2 separate regions of the Sus scrofa genome follow, and region 1 is linked to region 2. A link is a contact called in public Hi-C data. All regions are on one chromosome and are shown on one strand. Each heading gives the region's core, a stretch centred on a gene start, on an enhancer-like site or on the middle of the called end of the contact. The rest is flanking DNA. Distances are from core to core; before and after follow the strand shown.

What was found. Hi-C and Micro-C count contacts between places; a contact is called where the count stands out from the background.
Region 1: a contact with region 2 is called in a Hi-C map of skeletal muscle, with 5 times the contacts expected there. The contact joins the enhancer-like site here to the promoter of USP53 in region 2. A contact is called at or near these places in 8 of 47 Hi-C or Micro-C datasets (embryonic fibroblasts, fibroblasts, heart right ventricle and 2 more) and 2 of 2 datasets of contacts at active chromatin or transcription factors (alveolar macrophages and skeletal muscle).

Annotation. Positions count from the first base shown.
Region 1 is chr8:104,698,048-104,700,747 of Sscrofa11.1, reverse strand. All of the region lies in intron 2 of SEC24D (protein transport protein Sec24D), which reads right to left. All of the region lies in intron 4 of SYNPO2 (synaptopodin-2), which reads left to right. Among named protein-coding and RNA genes, the nearest start is that of MYOZ2, 90 kb to the right of the region's middle. Within about 2 kb of position 1,362, at least 33 of the 83 cell types and tissues checked have an H3K27ac peak or open chromatin away from gene starts, as enhancers often do. A contact at or near this core is called in alveolar macrophages, embryonic fibroblasts, retroperitoneal adipose tissue and 1 more, where this site is marked.
Region 2 is chr8:104,559,347-104,562,046 of Sscrofa11.1, reverse strand. USP53 (inactive ubiquitin carboxyl-terminal hydrolase 53) reads left to right here and starts at 1,336. Exons shown (of 16, transcript XM_003357043.4): 1 at 1,336-1,740. It overlaps SEC24D (protein transport protein Sec24D), which reads right to left and starts at 1,324. Exons shown (of 26, transcript XM_021100700.1): 1 at 1,192-1,324.

The sequences.
Region 1 (2,700 bases), core at 113-2,612, 140 kb before region 2:
AGAAAGAAAAAATCACAACACATTGAGACTCTGAAAATTTTATCAGAATTCAAAATTGCTTTTGTTTCAAATACAGTTAAATTTATTTAGTTCAGTTTTCCTTTTGTGACATTTAATTACATTTTTTTCTTAAAAAGAAAAAAACTAGGTCTCTTTCTTGCATTGCATTAGTTCTTTCTGCTAGCATAACTCAGATTGATAAAGAAGTGTTCACAAAACCATCCTCTAGAGCTAAAAATCACTAAGGAAAAGGCTGGACTGATATAAATAAAATGCTAATTAAAGGATCATACAAACCCTACACAATAAGTTTGTTTTTTAATCATACTTATAGTTTATTGATGGTCTGGACCACTGGACTACTTTTTTTTTTTTTTTTTAATAGCGGTACCCTCAGTATATGGAAGCTCTTGGGCCAGAGTTGAATTGGAGTTGTGGCTGCTGGCATACCCCACAGCCACAGCAATGCCAGATCCGAGCCGTATCTGTGATCTACACCATAAGGTTGGAGCAACACTGGATGGTTAACCCACTGAATGGGGCCAGGGATTGAACCAGCATCCTCATGGGTAGTAGTCAGGTTCTTAACCCACTGAGCCACAATGAAAACTCCTGGACTACTTGTTAATGCTTATCAGTGATGTCAATTATATTCCTTCATGTAAATTTAATAGGAGCTAAATAGATTTTGAATTCTACATTATAAAATATCCAACAAAATGTTACAATCCATTTCAGGTGGTATTACTGAAATAAAGAGCAAAGCAAAATATATCACTTAGAACTTTTGATTTAAAATTTAACACTTCAATTCACTAACTAATGTTATTGCCTTTATATACAGGGATTTAGTGTTAGCAAACTATTGCCCTCAGAGTATCCTAACATATAGTTTTCCAACTTTTGGTCCCAAGGGAAAATTGATTCCCCTTTCCCCAGGGAAATTCTGATTTAGTAGCTCTGGGTGGGGCCCAGGAATTTGTTTTTTATATATATACCCCGGGTGATTCTGATATCAATGGTTGTGAACTGCACTTTGAAAACAACTTTCTAACACACAAAACACTGAAGTCAGGAGTTCCCTTGTGGCACAGTGGGTTAAGGATCTGGTGTTGTCACTGTAGTAGCTAGATTGCTGCTGTGGCATGGGATCGATCTCTGGCCCAGGAACTTCCACATGTGGTGGACGTGGCCAAAAAAACAAAAAACACTGAAGTAGACTTTATTCTTTAAAACTCATGAATAGTTTTCCAGTTCATCCAATCAGGGACAGCCAGAATTGTAAACAGCACCTGCTTTCAAATGCTCTTGATGCCCTGTCTGAAGGAACAGGCCCTGAAGCGCTGATGTTGATGACTTTATTCTAGGGGCCCAGGAGGTGGCAGCAAACTCTCTTCCTGATCAGAGTGCGTCACAGGCAGCCATTCTAAAAACGTGTTGCAAATAATTTGCTTTAAAAAGTCTTCTAAATTTGTTTTTTAAATAGAAGAATAAAGAGGACTTTGAGATGTGATTTTATCTGGCCCTCTGCTTCTAATCAAGCCTGAGAATAAATATTTCTAGGTATAGAATGATACAATTTTATCATCTAGAGACTGTACAAAATTCTTTGGCTGATTTTTCTTATCTCTGGGGAAAGGGATTGTATGACTTCCCTTGGCCGTAGGGCGGTAGAGTCTCTTATCTCCAATCAAAAATGTTCTTACTAATAACAAACTGAAATCTCTCTGGCAGTAATGAAAACATTTTTATTTTGGGATCTAGACTAAAGGAGAATTTTGAAGCACTTTGAATGCTAATTAGCTTTTTTAAAATGAAAACAAATATGATTGTAAAATCCTCAAAACATTTATGGAGCACAGGGAAATATCCCAGTACTTTTGTTTGAACTTCACATTTAAATGAACGAATGGTGTGGTGGATTGACAAAATCAGTCAGAGGCTGCTTAAACCTTAGAGGCTGCTTAAACAGAACAAAGGGAGAGGTGGACCCACTGAGTACAGCTTTGATCCCATTGAGAGTATTGTTTTCAGGCCTTTGATGCACTAAAGTTTATTTCTAAAACAAAAAGGATGGTGAGGTGTCTGGAGGTTCTGTAAGAGGAGATATGTTCGTACATTTACCAGTGGGAGGAGGTAGAAGAGCTGGATATTTGAGGAAGTTTGATATGGATGAGAGATTAAAGGTCTTCATTGGTGAAAAAGAAAAACAGGACTAATGAATGGCAGTTACAAGATAGTAAATTTCAGTTTAACTTAAGAAAGCTTCAACAACTTGGGGGAAGGGATAGAGAAAGAACTAACATACATATTAGAAATTTCAAATGTGTTAAGGGCCTTAATACATGTATTTAATTCACACAACAACTTTATTCCAGCAAGTTCTCCTGCCCTCAGTCATGAGGGGCTCACTATCTCCTATCCAAAGCTCCCAGGTACAGCAATAGGAGAGGGGAAGGGAGGAGAGAAAAAGAAGATGACTCAGTGCTAGATGGAGGGAACTCTGCTCTGTATGGTTACTTGGTCCTTGCCATAACTTCAGGCAAAATCGGGTGCAGGTTGTCAGGCCAAGGCTGTGGTAAGGAGTGGGTAGTCAACAACTGTGGTTGGCAATGTAGATGAATTGTGCCACTCCGCCACTAAATTATCCTCATTTTTTCTAATTGATAAGGAATCTAAAGCTCAGAGAGCTTAAGAAAT
Region 2 (2,700 bases), core at 87-2,586:
TGGGGAACACAGAGGGCACATATAAAAAAAATATATTTAAAAATGCATCAGAGAGGTAGTGGCAGAAATAGCAGAAAGCGGCACTATGGAAACCAAGGAGAGAGTTAATGGTGCTATTTTTTAAATGTAGAGTTTTTTCCTTCTCCAAAAGTTTTAAATTTCCTGAAGGCAGGGACCATATCTTAAATTTCACTTTATTTTCTTCAGTGCCCAATTCAATAAAGGGAACATAGTAAATGCTCAATAAATTCTCAGTGATTCAGTCTCAGGTACTATTCACCTATACCAATCTAAAATGTTTCTTCAGATAAACATTTAGAAGTACCTATGAGTTTAGTTAAATCGATTTTTATAGTCTGTATGTTCTACCTGCAACAGCTTAGAAATGAGTTCCAAAACCTTACTTACTACTTATTGAGAGCAATCTTTGATACTAAAGATGACAGTGAATTTTTCCTTTACTACCATTTGTAAGAAATATGTTATGGGGGTTCTCGCTGTGGCTCAGAGATAATGAACCCGACCAGTATTCATGAGGACGTGGGTTCAATCTTTGGCCTCGCTCAGTGGGTCTGGGATCCCCGCCTGCAGTGAGATGTGGTGTAGGTGGCAGGAGCTAATCTGGATCTGGCCATTGCTGTGACTCTGGAGTAGACTGGCAGCTACAGCTCTGATTCAACCCCCAGCCTGGGAACTTCCGTATGCCACAGGGTACGGCCCTAAAATCCGCACCCCCCCAAAACAAAAAGAATTATGTTATTATTGAACAAAGTTTAGCCCATTTTCCAAGCTTTAGCTTGCAACTTAAAACCTGTTGAGAGTACAGTATGGAGGTAGCCAATTTTTTCTCACAATTAACCATTAACCAGGTCAACGTGTTATAAAAGCTTTCATTTTATTAATAGTCACGAAACAACAACCTGGGTGATATACATTTAAGCCAATGGAAGCCATTTAACTGCAAATATTGTAATGATTCACAGAAAGCTAAAGAGACCTGTGTATTCACATGGGGTTTCGATGCCAGGCAATAGTTTTCTCTGAGGTAACAACACCTAACTTAAACGGCAGTCGTTGGTGGATTCGCGTCCCTGAGCTTAGAAAATACTGAATAAATGACCAAGACTACCGGAATAATCACCTCTACTTGAGGAACTATCCCTTCCTTCCCTCTACACCACACAGACCAACCTGCAGCCACTTTCCTCCAACAGAGAAGCCCCAGCAGCCCGCTCCCGCCTTAGGAAAAATGGTCAAGCTCCTGCTCTCGCGGGATCTGGCGCCTCGGAGTAAGTCGACTGGATCGCGCGCCCCATCTAACCCCCGCGGGAATACAGTTTCGCAGGTCCGGAAAGCCGGGAAATCGCCTGCGGGGGGCGGGGCCAGTTTGGTGTGCGGGAAGGCGAGGCCAGCTCCAGGGGGGCGGGGCAGGGGTGAGGCGGGGAGAAGGGCGGAGCTACCAGGACCTGTTGATCGCAGGTGTCACTGCCCTCACTGGCCCTGGAGTGCTGAGGCATGTGCGCATGCTCCGTGCGCTGGGTCGAGCTCTAGGCGGCAGAGACCAGTAGCCTCTGCTCCAGTTCCCGGTGAGCCTCGGTTACGGTGGCAGCTGTTTGTCTAACAGCTTGGTGTCGACCTGAGGCGGAGCTAGGCCAACGGGAGGTAGCTCTGTAGAAGTAGAAGGCCATTGTTTCTCTACCTGGACCGCATACTATTCTCGCTGAAAGGGCAGAGCTCAAGGTAAGTCTACAAAACTAGTCCCTGGACGAAGATCCTACGACCTGCTCCCACACGGGCCTGACTGGAATACCCTCATTCCAGCCTCAGACCTGGTCTCTCCCCTCGCAGCCCTGCGACCTCCTCCCCAACTCCACCCTCCTCGGGGCAGACTCAGGGCTCGTTGCCGGGTTTCAGGCGCCCGAGGTCATGCAGCCCTCCCGGTTACTCCCCACCGGGTCGGGGATTTGGCGGAGATGCCTTTGGCCAGGGTAAAGGCGCCCGCGCGGAAGGAGGGGGTGCTTTTCTTACTGGGTCTTGGTTGTTAATTGTTGCAGTGTTTGAGGGCGTGCCAGGGGCAGAAACTGCGGTCCCACTGGGTCGTTTAGTGCGTTGGGGTTACGAATATTATCCTTACTTGGCGCCTGCCCCTCACTTCCAAGCCACTGCCTGTCCGGAGCAGCAGCTTTTTAAAGGGATCCAGGTGGTTATGTTGGTGTCTTGGGAGAAGATATGATTTGTGAGAATCTTTGGGCTGGTGGTTTCTGGGTGGTAGTAATAATTTATAAAGTTAATGTTTAGCTTTTAAATGGCGACTTATGGGACGTTTACCAAACTACTTTTAAACATCTTTGAAGAACAGGAAGTACTTGCACAGGTGTAACAGGGAGGATTTGTTTCTGAAGCCTGCAAACCGAGCGTGCTCTGAGGTTTTGCTATCCTGCTACAGGTTTTCTTATCAATGCAAAGTCTGATTAATGCTTATAAATGTACTGCAAGGCTTTATTTGTTGGATAGCAGAGTTTGCCAAATGTTTTCTCATCTGGAAAAAAAAATATGTATATTTTTGCAAGGAGTTTTAAAAGGCTATTTCTGAGTGATACTTAAATTTAGGAGGTTTTTTATGATCATGGTCTGATTCGCTTTTAGTTCGGTTCTTTAAAGAAAAGCACTGCTAATTCTCCATATTTAAAAGGAGGAAAA